Linked DNA regions of Mus musculus: all the other regions are linked to region 4. Evidence: chromatin contacts called from public promoter capture Hi-C data. All regions are on one chromosome and are shown on one strand. The core of a region is the stretch at or near the end of the contact, and the rest is flanking DNA. Distances in the headings are between cores, read along the strand shown.

Evidence for each region. Promoter capture Hi-C pulls out the DNA fragments that hold promoters and counts their contacts.
Region 1: a promoter capture Hi-C map of pre-B cells shows a contact between it and region 4, with 6 times the contacts expected there. The contact joins the promoter of Chst7 here to the promoter of Kdm6a in region 4. A contact is called at or near these places in 4 of 39 promoter capture datasets (the C10 cell line, embryonic stem cells, hippocampal neurons and 1 more) and 1 of 115 datasets of contacts at active chromatin or transcription factors (astrocytes).
Region 2: a promoter capture Hi-C map of neural stem cells shows a contact between it and region 4. The contact joins the promoter of Ndp here to the promoter of Kdm6a in region 4. A contact is called at or near these places in 7 of 39 promoter capture datasets (3T3-L1-derived adipocytes, cranial neural crest, frontonasal cranial neural crest and 4 more), 4 of 484 Hi-C or Micro-C datasets (cerebellum, cortical neurons, neural progenitor cells and 1 more) and 7 of 115 datasets of contacts at active chromatin or transcription factors (astrocytes, differentiating embryonic stem cells, embryonic forebrain and 4 more).
Region 3: a contact with region 4 is called in a promoter capture Hi-C map of the 3T3-L1 cell line, with 10 times the contacts expected there. The contact joins the enhancer-like site here to the promoter of Kdm6a in region 4. A contact is called at or near these places in 8 of 39 promoter capture datasets (the 3T3-L1 cell line, 3T3-L1-derived adipocytes, cranial neural crest and 4 more) and 1 of 115 datasets of contacts at active chromatin or transcription factors (astrocytes).
Region 5: a contact with region 4 is called in a promoter capture Hi-C map of pre-B cells. The contact joins the promoter of Maoa here to the promoter of Kdm6a in region 4. A contact is called at or near these places in 9 of 39 promoter capture datasets (the 3T3-L1 cell line, the HPC-7 cell line, cranial neural crest and 6 more), 6 of 484 Hi-C or Micro-C datasets (CD4 T cells, CD8 T cells, cerebral cortex and 3 more), 8 of 115 datasets of contacts at active chromatin or transcription factors (the SCID.adh cell line, astrocytes, bone marrow-derived dendritic cells and 5 more) and 2 of 9 other capture datasets (adipose tissue and liver).

The regions. Positions count from the first base shown.
Region 1 is chrX:20,058,295-20,060,994 of GRCm38.p6, reverse strand. It overlaps Chst7 (carbohydrate (N-acetylglucosamino) sulfotransferase 7), which reads right to left and starts at 1,425. Exons shown (of 2, transcript NM_021715.1): 1 at 1-1,425. The coding sequence starts at 1,279.
Region 2 is chrX:16,910,391-16,913,090 of GRCm38.p6, reverse strand. Ndp (Norrie disease (pseudoglioma) (human)) reads left to right here and starts at 1,317. Exons shown (of 3, transcript NM_010883.3): 1 at 1,317-1,705.
Region 3 is chrX:16,449,783-16,452,482 of GRCm38.p6, reverse strand. No RefSeq gene overlaps it. Among named protein-coding and RNA genes, the nearest start is that of Cypt1, 72 kb to the left of the region's middle. Within about 2 kb of position 1,357, at least 9 of the 459 cell types and tissues checked have an H3K27ac peak or open chromatin away from gene starts, as enhancers often do.
Region 4 is chrX:18,161,244-18,163,943 of GRCm38.p6, reverse strand. It overlaps Kdm6a (lysine (K)-specific demethylase 6A), which reads right to left and starts at 1,369. Exons shown (of 29, transcript NM_001310444.1): 1 at 772-1,369; 2 at 497-560. The coding sequence starts at 938.
Region 5 is chrX:16,618,271-16,620,970 of GRCm38.p6, reverse strand. It overlaps Maoa (monoamine oxidase A), which reads right to left and starts at 1,273. Exons shown (of 15, transcript NM_173740.3): 1 at 1,058-1,273. The coding sequence starts at 1,130.

The DNA.
Region 1 (2,700 bases), core at 176-2,675, 1.9 Mb before region 4:
CTCGGGCGTCCCGCGCAGACAAGTGGAAGGGACGATCGGCGCCGTAGGCCGAGCCCCGCGTCATATTGAATGCGAAGGCATCAAGCGCGGCGAGTGTCCGCAACCCAGAGAAGCGCAGCAGGCGGCGCAGCTGGGCTTGGGGCTGCCACACCAGGTCCTCATAACGCAGCCGCAGGTAGCGACGCCTCAGCCAGGCGGGCGCGCCGCGGGTGAATAGCAGGTCGCGAAGCCACGCTTCACAGATCACCTCAAGCGCGCTGGTTAAGAAGAAATCAGCGCGTGGCGCCGAGGGCAGAGCCCGGGCCTGGCCTCCCGGACGGGCATCCACTCCATGCGCCAGCAGCACCCGGTGGAAGTGGTCGCCCCTCTGGCGCGTGCGCAGCACCTGGATGCTTTCGCGCAGCAGTCCCTGCCTCGACTTGAGGCGCGAGTTGTGCACGGCCCGAGGGTCTCGGAAGAGTTGCACCACCTTTAGGTTGAGGCCTGGGTCACGCAGCAGAGGGACCAGCACTCCCAGGTCCAGTAGCCGCACGTCTTTGATGACCACCACCGGGTACTTGCGGCACTCGGCCTCCAGGGCGCGGAGCGAAACGGGCGGGCAGGTACTTTCGCAGGCTTTGTCCTCGACGAGTCCCACGTCCGCGCGTGCCCGGGGCGCGGCGGGGCACAGAGGCGGCGAGCAGATGACCTTGTTGGTCCGCCAGCGGAAAAGCATGGCCGTGGTGAGGTTGGCCGAGTCCGGTGCTCGCTCCCCAGGGTCCCCAGGCTGCGCGTACAGGCGCAGCACAGAGAAATCACAGCGGAAGAGGGAGCGCAGCATGTCTCTTAGTGCGCCCTGCAGGCTCTCCGCGTCGCCCGGATACAGTGCCTGCCACAGATGCCACATGGGCTCGTACAAGTAGAAAACGTCCGGGTGCTGGTTGAAGAGTTCGCCCAAGAAGGACGAGCCGGTGCGCCAGGTGGCATGCACATAGATGTGTTGCTTTTCCTGGGTCACCGCCTCACCGACGGCGCTGAGGTTGCCGGGGGACCCGGGGGATCGATCCGGGTTTCCTTCGGCCAGGGACCGCACCTCAGCGCCCTGCTCACGTTCCCCGGCCGCCGCCGCCTCCAGGCTCCACACACCCAAGCTGCGCTGCAGGCCGGGGCAGTTCCTGCCCTTGTCCTGCTCGCTGTGGCTGTCCAGTACAGAGGGGACAAGAAGTAGCAAAAGCGTGTACAGCGCCAAGAGCAGCGTGAACTTGCAATACTCTCGGCGCCGCCGCCGCCGGCCCTTCATAGTTCACCGAATCCTCACTCTCCCCACCCAGAGCAGAGTAGGCGCCTGCTGGTTCTGTCCAGAAAACCCAGCCCAAAGTCCTCGGCTCCGGCCTCTTCGGGTCTCCCTCAATGTTGGGTGGAGCGGAGTGGAGCAGCCGGGCGGTGTATCCACTACAGGAAACTTGGGAGGCAGTGGTGGCGGCACACTCAGCCTCCTTCTTGGCTCAGCCTCTTGAGAGCGCTCATTGGCCGGTTCAGCAGCTGCAGGCCCTGCCCATGGTACCCGAAACTTCTCCCCGCCCACTTACGCTCTGCTCCTGGGTTTGCTCAACGCCGGGCTAGAGCTGGACAGGGCTGCCACAGGGCAGGGACACCCTCTGGGGTGCACTGAGTGTACTCCACCTTTCCCTAACTCCTTCAAAACGAATTTAAGTTTGCTAACCAACCAACTTCAGGCAAGGGAGAGTCACAATGTGTACAGAAGGCATCCAGTGACTGGACATGATTCCCCACCTGGAGAATGACACTTTTTTTCTTCCTGTTTTGGTCCCAGCAGAATCCAGAAGAGGGCACTGGATCACCAGAAACAAGAGTTGCAGATGGGTGTAATCAGAGCTATAGGTGTTTCAAACCAAACTTGGGTCTCCAGTAAGTGGTCTTAATCACTGAACTAATTCTCCAGCCCTTCTCTTGTATTCCTTATATATGAAAACTATTTATTTTGTATTTGTCAATCATTGTTTCTTGCCCACAATTCTCACACTTTCCAGCCACTTGTATATATATTCTTTATTTCTGATCCACCTTGCCCACTCCCTTTACATTTTTCTCAAATCTTCGTGTTCATCTAAAAGACTATGGGCAATTCTCTCTCTCTCTCTCTCTCTCTCAAATTATATTCGTGTGTGTGTGTGTGTGTGTGTGTGTGTGTGTGTGCGTGCGTGCCTGTGTGCCTGTGTGTGCACATGTATGGAGGTCAGAGGACAACATGAGGGAGTTGGTTCTCTTCTCTCATCTTGCATGTCCTGGAGACTGGCGATTGAACTCAGGTTGCTAGGATCAGCTCTAGGCAAGTGCTCTCACTGAGCCATCTTACTGGTCCTGTGCCATTATTTTAATAACACTCATGGCAATAAACTAAACTTCCTTGCCTTCTGTCATTCATTACTCCCCTAGAAAAGCCATTCTTTCCCAAACCCACAAACACAATTGCAAAACATTCCATAAAGGACATGTTTACACCAAGAGAAATTTAACACCATTAACCTCAGACATCCTGTCAATTCCAAATCTCAAGCCTCTAGGACTATTCAAAATTCTCTGCTCTTCTCCAACCAGGGGTACCACTGCACTCCTTTCCCAACAGTGTCATTACTTGCTACTTTTTTGTCAGAAGAAACCATGTTGAACCTCTTCATTTTCCATCAGTAACATTCACTC
Region 2 (2,700 bases), core at 68-2,567, 1.3 Mb after region 4:
TCTGCCAAAGGTGCTTAGGAAATCTTTCTTAGGAAAATGAAGAAGCCAGTGGCTGTCAAACTCTGATATTTGAAAGTGCTGATGATCTAAGACTTTATTTTCCCTCTGACTCTGATCTACCTAAGTAAGCCAGAAAATGTATTCATGACTGTTTCCATGGCTCTTACTCATGGACAAGTCATAACCCCTTGAAGACTATTCCCATTTTTAAAGGTCCATTTATCCTTAACTCTCAGAAGTAGATTTTGTGTCTGGTCCCAGGTAGACAGGGCTTTTCTGATGGAACAAAAGAAAGTTACTTCTTAAAAGATTGAGGCAAAGCTGAAAAAAATTATACACCTCTAGTAAAACACTAGTAGCTGTTTGGAGTAATGATTCTGTGGAACAATACAATTTGGTTATCAATTTATTAATGAGAAATAATCAGATACAGCATGACATGAAGGTTTGGGAATCAGAAATTAGCTAACTGGAACATTTTTTAAGGTTTATGAAATATTTCCATTTTAATAAATTTTCATAGAGACTTCATTCCTTAGTTTAAGTTTTCATCAGTATTAATAAAATAAACTGTTTTATGTCTGAACCTACCAGACATTAAAACAATTATAAATGATTCTTTGTATTGTCCTCTGGTTTCTAAAATTGGTGATCATTTTGTCTTCAAGTATTTTAAGGGCAAGATTTGTGCAATGTTTCCCTTTGTGGCCCCAAAGCTCTTAACAGGGCATTATTCAGCAGCAGGTGCTTAACCCACACACAGAATTCACCTTTGTCTCTTTTCTACTAATTGTGATGTAGTGGGTTGGCCTTACCTTTTAGTAAGGAGTCATGGACCAAACATTTTGCCCTTTGTTTCTAAATGTATTACAAAGTTTTGCTCCAAATGATGTCAGTGAAGGCACTTATTAAAGTGCCACAAAGAGCTGAATCGCATTTATGCTGCTAAAAATCATTTAATGGATGAACAACTTGGAAAAAAAGAACTCTCACCACCCACGCACATCATGCTAAAACAGGGTAGCATTTTGCACTTGCTTCTCAGCTTAGCCTGAGAAAGACTGCTGATGTCCACCTTTCCCTCCCTTAGCATTTCAACTTCATCCTGACCAGCTGCTTAATCGTTAAACAGAATGCCACCCTGTCTTTGTATTTCCAAAACCGTGTGTCTCTACTGCCAACTGCACATCTTTATAGCAGCTACATGCTCGCAAAAGAATTAAACTCAGAATATTCATGTAGCCTCTTATTAGTGTACAAATACAAAAACATAATGGGGGAGGGGGAAGAAAACTTCCGTCTTCTATGCTGTTGTTCTCATCTTAAGATGCTCCATGGAAAAGATCCGAGCAGTGGGCAGAGGCTGTGAGTCCCCGATAACGAGAGCGCCTAACATTTCCGTGGTATTCCCATTTGCTAGAGCGCTGCTGCGGCCACACGCCTGATTGATATATGCCTGCAATGGCACTTTTCCATTTGACACTCTCCCTCTCTCTCTCCCTCTCTCTCCCTCTCTCTCTCTCCCTCTCTCTCCCTCTCTCTCCCTGGGTCGCTTAAACAACAGTCCTAACTTTTGTGTGTTGCAAATATAAAAGGCAAGCCATGTGACAGAGGGACAGAAGAACAAAAGCATTTGGAAGTAACAGGACCTCTTTCTAGCTCTCAGAAAAGTCTGAGAAGAAAGGAGCCCTGCGTTTCCCCCAAGGTAAGCAGGCAAACAAGCGCTGACGGCTTGCCTAGGAAATTACTTCTTTCCAAACTCTGCCTTTCATCCTTCTTGCAGACAAAGAGACAATCTTTAAATACCACTTAAATTTGCATCACTTTAATTTGCATTAATCTGTAGCATGCTAGCCTTGTGGAGGGTTTTGTTTATTTGTTTGTTTGTTTTAAATGAATGTGTCTTTGAAGTCTCTGACAGGAAGCGTCCCAGAGAAGCTCGAAAATATCTTTTGGCTTGATTTCTTTGCAAACTCTGCGTAGTTAGATGTAACTTTGGAATGGTTCTTCTATGTGACACCATAAAGGGGGACGGAGAAGCAGCAGTTGCCGACTTGCGTTTGTGGAGTCCTGTATCTTCCCTACCGCCTTCATCCCACTTACAATGGGGGCACTATTAACGCAGGAGAGTCTGCGAGGTTAAACGTGCACTATTTACTTTTGTTAGTCCTTATGTATGCGGCTGATCTCCTGCCAGGGCTGTGCCGGGAGTGCTCAGAATGACTTCAAACAAAAGGCAACATTTATGCCTAGCTTTCAGTGTCACGCTGCTCCTTTTCACTCTTCTCCTATCCCGCCTTGGGACTTTGCTTCCATGGATACATTCAGAAGTGTCCGGGAGCGATGAGGATGGATTTACTGTATGATTTTGATTGGGCAAAAAGTCTGAGGAAATGCATGCTGTTTGCCTTGGCCTTATTGCAAGGGGTTATTTTTAGTAGTCGGGTTGTCCCTGCAGCACGACCAACAATTCAATACCCAAGAAGTGACCAGGAAAGGATGCTCCTGACAGCACAGGGACCAGGACCTGGAGGAATGACTCCTACAGACACCTGGGGAATATGCAGAGGATTCTTTCCAGTTCCTGAATGCAAGTTCTCTCATTAAATGAACAATTGAGCTGTAGGAGGCCCGGGCATAATTCTTGAGGGACGGGAAGTTTGATTGTGTACAGAATGTTAATGACTCAGAAAGCACAGT
Region 3 (2,700 bases), core at 108-2,607, 1.7 Mb after region 4:
TATGATTTAGCTCCATGTTATATGATGGTTAGTCTTGGTATTGTGACAGGTTTTTAAATCATGCAGGAGACAAAGCTCTTGTGTGTCCTGCTTACTTTTTGTCAACTTGCCACAAGCTAGAGTCATCTGGGAAGAGGGAACCTGAATTGAAGAATTGCCTCCATAAGACTGGCCTACAGAAGGGCCTGTGAGGTATTTTCTTGATTAATAATTGAAATGTAAGTGCCAAACCTACTTGGGGTGTGACACCCTGGGCAGGTGGTCTTGGGGTATGTACAAAAGCAAACTGAACAAGCCCCAAAGACCAAGTCAGTAAGTAGTGTTTCTCTTTGGGCTCTGATTCTACATCTGCTTCAGGTTTTTATCCTGACTCCTTCAGTGATAGACTGTGATGTAGAAGTTTAAGCCAAATCATCTCTTCTTCCACCAGGTTGCTTTTGGTCACTCTTTTGTCACAGCAACAGAAAATAACTAACACAGTGTGTTTGTGAGGGTACTTAACTAAGAAGCTTAACAATCCCTCTAAATGTGGGTGGCCCTATTCCATGAGCTGCAGTTCAAACCCAAATACAAAGGAGAAATGAACAGTACACCACTGGCCAGTCATCTTCTTTCTGATTATTGGTGCAAAGTAATCAGCCATTGAAAAGCTCTGTCACCATGCCTTCTGTACCACGACTTCACACTGATATTTGTATGCTGAAATTGTGACCAAAACCAAACTCTTTATCATTCATTACGTTGTTTTGTTAGATGTTTGTCACAGCAATGAGAGAGATAACTAACATATGTTGTATATTAGACAAGGTCCTAGCAACATCACATGACCCACATCATTTAGGATAACTTAAGAAAGGATTATTTACAAAGAGTTTAAAGAATAACATTTGGATGGGATGAAGAACACTTTTACCAGTACAGGAGACAACAGCATCTAGATATCAGAAGAGACGATGGATAGCAGCAGCTGCTGTCAGTGAGAGTGAGAGCTTAGAGCAGACCCTTTTGGAGGAAGAGCTTTCTATAACAGCTCCTGGTTGAGGCAACATTATAGAGAGGAATAAATGGGAGCAAAGGCCTATGCACATGTACCTTTCTCTTGAAACCAGAGGACAACAGAGCTTCTGAATATTGTCCTGGGATCCAGGCTCTTAGGGGCTATAACGAAAAGGGAAGAAAGTGAATCTAAATCTGGAGGACAAAGAAAAAGACAAGCATAGGCATCGTTCCCAAATCTTAGTTCCCTTGGTTTTCCTATTGTTTTTCTTAGTGGAAGTTCATTAAGCAAAATATGTGATGTCTCAAGGGAAGTCATTATTCTGATCCAGATGTCCAGAGTCAATGAGTTTAACTGGCCAAGTTTGCTTTTATCTTTCCTTTGGAATTGGGCACTCTGGAAGTGACTTTTGATCCTGCTATACATCTCTTGGCCCCAGGTATGTTAAACTAAACTGGGATCAGTCCTGAATCAAGGTGGGGGCCTAGCTTTGAAAATAATTTTTATTCTTTCTTTTAGAATATCCAGCCATATTTTTCTGCCAGATAGTCTTTTGCTGCCACCTTCTGGCAGCCTGTCACCACAGTGCAGACTTGTTAGAATATTGAATGAAATGGCTCCTCCCATGCAGAGGCTGTCCCAGGAAGACGTTGGTAAGCAGGGTGAAAACTGAACCTTGCTCACAAATAAAGAGGTCCAGGTGGCCTGTGTCTCACGTTAATTACAGAGAAAGCCAACATAGACTGCAGAGCCCTAATCTGAATATCTGAGATGGTCTAAAATTGGAACTGTTTTGTGTACTAACATGGAGCTACAGAGGGAAAATTCAGCATCTGGCTTCTTAGGAAGGGTTGTGAGCAAAACTCAAACATGTAAAATATCATATAGGATTACAAGAGGCTGGAGATGTAGCTCAGTGAAAGAGAACTTTCCTAGCAAGTGTAAGGCCCAGTGTACAATTCATTATTCAGTAAACAAATAACAGACATTCTGGTTATGGATATAAGATGTGGATGAATCATAAATGAATTTTTCAGATTTGGTTCCCTCTTTAGGGTAGCTAATGTACATACAAATATTTAATAATAAATTCATAACATTTCTGTCCCAAGAAGTTTGGTTTTGGGAACTCAAGTGGCAGAATAGAATTTTTTTTAGATAATTTCTTTTTGAAAAATTAATTATAAGTTACCATGCAAAGTGACACAAAGTAATCTATTACTTTCCTTCGTTGCCATTCATCCCCCTTGCTCTGTGTCCTCTTTTGTCCTTTCTACCCTCCTCTTCCTTCTTTGAAATGCTACTGTCTTCTGCTTCTCTGTCACAAGAGTTCCATTATCCCCTCCCTTTACTCCCAACATATCCTCTTCTTCTCTTCATGATCTCCCAACACACACATTTAATCTTAAATTCTTTCCATGAAAGAAAATGTGACATTTGTCTGAACCTGGCTTGTTTTCCTTGACAAAGTGGACTCTAGTTCAAATGTCATGGTTTCAGGTTCTTTTTAATCTGAGAAAATTTCACTGTGTGAACAAGGCTCATGTTGTTTAATTGTGCCATGTAACTTGTCTGCAGTGTACAATCCTCTTTCTGTTGCTTTGCTTGCAGCTGGGATTACAGGCCTGTGCCACCAGGCCTAGCTATGTAGTTATTTATATAGTTTTTTTTGTTGTTGTTTGTTTTGCTTTGCCTTGAAATTA
Region 4 (2,700 bases), core at 120-2,619:
CTCTTTACGGACCTAAACTACGTGCAACTTCCCCCTTCAGGGAGCAGAGACAAGAAGCCATCCCGAAATGTTTGACTAAAGCAGGCATCAGGAACAGACTGCCTAAAGAGCCTTAATAACCAGGGAAGATAACGAGCGGGGGATTTAAGGAAATCTACAGCTGTTTACGAACTCATGACCCTCCCTAGGCACCTCAGAGATCATCCGCCTAGCCTCCAAGGGCGGTAAAATCGTAGTCAATTTGGAAGCCCCACATGAGCTTGGCCCCAAAAGCGCCACTGCCTCTGTCCTCTGGCTCCAAGAGAAGTGATCTCTCAAGAGAGCAAGCGAGGTATCAGGGGGTGGAGGGGAGCGCAGTAGCAGGAAATAGTTTTCCGGAAGCCCCTCGGCCGTCTTTCGAGGCCACAATGAGTGGTGACCCGGCCCCGGTGCCCCAGGCGAGCGCGCCTCTGGCTCGAGAGACCGCGTCCGCGCTCCGGCCCGCGGTTTGCCTTACCTTGCCCAGCAGGGCCTTCATCCTGGCGCCATCTTCATGAAACCTCACGAACCCGAAAAGGCGGCTGCGGAGAAAGACACACGCCGCTCGTTAGTGCCCCGGCATCGGCGCCGACCCGTCCGTGCCAAAGCCCGAGGCCCGGGCGTCAGCGGAGCCGAGAGCGCCAAGCCGAGGTGCCCGCCCCACGGCCGCCACAGGCTAGCCGCGCTCCGGCCTCCTCGGAGAGTGGCGCCAGCCTGTCCCGAGCCGCCCGGGCGAGTGCCCGCTCCCCGTACCTGTCCAGTCCGCCGAGCGCCTCCCTCTCCTCCGCTGTCAGGCTGGGGGACGCCTCCTCGCTCTCGCCGCTCGCTTTTCCCGCCGCCATTTTCTTTTCCTCATCACCGAAAGCGGCGGCGGCGGCGGCGGCGGCGGCGGTAGCGAGCGACACTCCGCAGGATTTCATGGAAACGCAGCGAATTCACAACTCCAACGCCGACACCCCCCCTCTCCGGGCCGGAGCCCGCAAGGACGCCTCCAATCTCCGCACAAGACCGGCACACCAACTTTATTTCTGCCTCCTCCTCTGCCGCGAGAGGCGGCAGCGAAAAATCCTAACGCGGTAGAGGTGAAGGCAGAGGCAGCAGAGGCTGTGGAACCACTGGGTCCGGAGCGGCGACGGCTCGGCTGTAGGGTCACATCGCGGGGATGGGAAGGGGGCAGCCACAGGCAGGGTCGGCGGGAATGGCCGGAGCGCGCGAGGAGCGGGAGCTCTGGGGGGGATTCGTAGGAGACACAAACTTCCCCGGCACCAGCACAAAGTTGTTGTAATTGTGTCACACAGCGAACCCCACGCCGCTGCCGTGACCCCCCCCTCACAGCCCGCTCGGCGCAGCCAACCAGAGCAGCCCCTCGCCTCACGTGACCTTTGTTGACTCGCGTCAGTCGTGGCTCCACTTAACTTGCTAGCTGCTTTAGCCCCGCCCACCGAGGCCGCCACAGATCCGAGAGCGGGATGCTCGCCAGTTCTGGTCGGTGGTTGGCTGATAGGCACGTCTGTCCGGAGTAGGGTTGTCACCCAGTGGGAGCAGCCGGTTAGGTTGTGCTACTTAAATACACAGGCAGAGAATGGAGGGGTCCAGGCTGTGTCCCTTCGGGAGCCGTGGTGGGATCGGGGGGGGGAGGGGAGTGCTCAGTCTGGGCGAGGTCCGGCACCGCCTGTAGCGAGCGCCAACGAGAAAGCCTAGGACAGCCTCTGGCTGCCCGGAAGCCCTAGGGTGGGCCAAGACTGTGATTTCGGTGGTCCTGCTAGCGCTCGCGCACTCCGGGAATATCGATCCCGACAGGGCTGGACACCAGCTGAGTCGCGGGGAGGGAACACTCGGCCCCAGACCTCTGCCCTCGGAAGAAGGCGCACTGCTAGAAATAATAGCCTCCACGAGGAGTGCGCCAGAGGAGCAGCAGCCGGCTTCATACCCTGCAGCCTGGGCGCCGCCCTAGACAAGGCCACGCGAAGCCCCATACCCTTTCAAAAGGGGAAGGGGAAAACGTCTCCCGACCCCCGCCCACTCACCCCAGGCAGGGAGGAATGAAGAGTCAGTCGCCTGCAGGGGGTCTGGCGCGCTGGCTCCCGCACCCCACCGCCAAAGGTCTGTCTGTTGGCAGCACTTTCGGGCCAGATATTCCTGCTGCTTGCATATACCCTACGCCCTAGCAGTAATTCGTTATACTATAAAGAAAAAAACAGAAACAGTGAAATTTGTCGAGGGGGATTTCAGAATGTTGGGTTCTGTTGCTGTCATCTCAGTGGGTACTCCATGGAAGAGTAGGAGCTGTATGTGAACTGGCCTTAGAGAAATAGAATCCTCAACACAGCTTCCTGCCAGCCTTTTTCTGCTTCCACTACATAGGAAACCCTTAGCAGTAACATTTGCTTGTTCTGTCCCTCAGGTACAAATAAGTCTGGTGTTTGACCCATAGTATAATCAGGAGATAGACCAAACTTTCCATCGACTATTTTGAAAAGGCAGATATAATGTGATGTATCTCATCACACCTCCAGTCTTTGGGATAGAAAATATTAGTAAATGGACTATATGAAGAAAAGATCCGTTTATAAACCAAGCTTTATATGTTTTATATAAGTTTACACCTGTAATCAATAGGGTATATTTAAATTTAGATTTCAGAATATATAAGTGCTGAGTCAGTAAATCCTAGCTGTGTTC
Region 5 (2,700 bases), core at 24-2,523, 1.5 Mb after region 4:
GTTTATGGTCTACTCAAAGGGAACATATATTAAAATAGATACTGTGGGGGCACCCTATTTACTCCTTCCTACTGTCTTTCTCCCTCTAAATTATATCTTGCACACATCTCTGAAATTATTAACACTTGAGAGAAAGGGCTTGGACTTCTACCTAGAGACAAAGAATAACTCCTAAATTTTTACAATGACAATATAGGTGGCAATTTAATATACATATATTTATGAGGTCTCCAGGAAAATAGAGAAAAAAATTTCATCTTCCCCTTACTTGATGAGCCATTTAAGCCAATACCACAGGACAAGATTTAGACAGTGCAGCTCTCAGCAAAAGCATACAAGAGATTCCCTTTGAACAATTCACTACACTTTTATACAAGTTCTGAAAAAAACCCAGCAGGAATACGTTGAAACTTCCAGCTCTTTAAAAAAAAAATTACTTTTTTCTAAAAGATGCTGTCTCCGTATTTTTTTTTTTTTTTTTACCTACTCACTTTCTAAGCAATGGTGCTTCAGAGAAGAACTGAACTGAACTAATCCTACTACTACTTCAGTAGTACATACATAGACTGGCTGTTGTGCTATTCAGAGGAGAGGATGTGAAGTCAGGGAGGCTAAGCAACCACCTATAGAATTGGAAGTGAAGGTCTTAAATGGGAGAAAACAGGTCTGTGGCTTCCCAGGGAGGTATTCAGACACCAGGACAGTTACTGAAACTCTTAAGCCACAGTTGCTTGGTTTTGTAAAATAGCAAATGTGTTGCCAACCCACCACACTGTTGAAGACAGGGGAAACTCATGTAATCTGCTAAATGTAATTGCAAAACAAGAGCTAATTAATCATTAGTATTAAGTAGTTAGGAGTCAAATTATTTTGCCTCCCTCCACCAGTGTATGCAAAGGGACAAGCCCCTGCTCCCATCTGGCAGGATCTGGGGCCCTGTTATAGTTAACACTCACACGGAGGAGAAAGACCCTCCCAAACACAACAGGGACACTGCAAGTTCCCTACCCCTGGTCATCTAGGGCCCCTTATGCTACTATTAAAGATCCAAACTAACCTGAGATGCCGCCTCCAATCACGACTACGTCGAACATGTGGCCTGTGATACTGGGCTTCTCCAGATCCGTCATGGTTTGGGTAAAATTCTCCCGAGACTTGGGTTTAAAAGGGGGGACCGCCCAGGGTGGAACAGACCCTTGTACCGCCCCTTGACTGAAGTCCGAGGGCGGAGCTGATGTATCTATCCATACCCGGGAAGAGCCCGGCCCTGAAGGCGGAGCGCGCTCTTGTGCAAAAGCTAGGGGAGCGCTCAGGGGCGGAGCTGATCCTTGCTGAGATACCCAGGGAGAGCCCCATACGCAGGGCAGGGATGGCCCTAGCATAGGCACTTGAGAGGCATGGAAAGGAGCGGGCCCTTGATCATACAGTGGAGGAGATATGGATATAGGACTATCGAGTGACATAGGCAACAGGGATTCGTCACGGGGAGCGGAAAGTGTTGATGGTGATAACCAAGAAGAGGCTGATACAGAATGCCTGAGAGAATCTTCTGCCGATTCTAGTGGGGAGTTGTCTGGTGTGTCTGGCAGGGATGTGCTTCTGTGCATAAGATGTTCTGGTGCCAATCCCCAGGAGGGGCGACACAATACGGATGGAAGGGATGGAGTGGGCTCCACTGCCGACCCTTGGGGAGTGCTGGTCAGTGAGGCAGGGATAGACCCCAGTTCTGACTCAACAGAAGTGCTAAGTATAGAAGCCATGGAGGACACTTGCACAGAAGCCAACGAAAATCTTTGCCCAGATAGGGATGAGTCTGGCATTGGGATGGATCCTACTGTGGATATGCGCTGAGAGAAAGAGCTAAGGAGGGTGGAGTCTGAGGCAACTGTGGGGACCTGAACGCCCCGATGGTGAACGCGGAGGCCCTGGGCATTCCTCTGGCCAAAATTATCACTGAGGCTCTGAGGGATGTTGAGGGCACTCGAAGGACTCCCCTGCTCCTGAATGGATTCGTTCGTCCGAGTCGAGGGAAGGGGTTGGGAGACGGTCCGCCGCAGAGGGTGGGAGGACTCGAACGAGCTGGCAGAGCTACTACTGCCTGCATGGGACTTCTCCACGTGGGTCTGGGAAATGGCACTCCGGGCTCCGGGGGCCAAATCCACCTCACGCCCCCGGCCACCGCGGCCACGCGTGACGCCCCTGCCTGGGGGGAAGGCCTTCTTTTCTGACATAATTCTCACAGCGGCGGGAAGCCGCGAATGGCTACCCTAAACCACCCCCATCAAGGGCGCTCCGCTTTCAGGGCCCAGCCATTTGTTACCAGTCCGCACTCAGAAGCCTAACCCAAGCGCGCCCGGCCCACTGGGAGGCGGGAAGATGCGGCGTCAGCGCGGCGCAGCTCCGCCTCTCCCACCTGCAGGCCTCATTTGTAGGCCGCCCGTTGAGGCCGGGCGATACCACTATGACGCGGAGGGGGCGTGTCTGTGGGCGGAGTCCACGTCAGCGCTCGCGCGACGATGAGTCTTATTAGCCTGAAGCTTTCACGGTATTCTCTTTTATCTAAAAGTAATGTGAGCTGGGGCGCGCTCAAGAAAGCCTATATTTTAAGGAGACAAACCCGAAGGGAGAAATGGGGGGACTCTACCCAGCTCAGTTTGGTTTAGCCCTCTGGTGACGTCACGAGGAGGTGTTGTCCTCGCA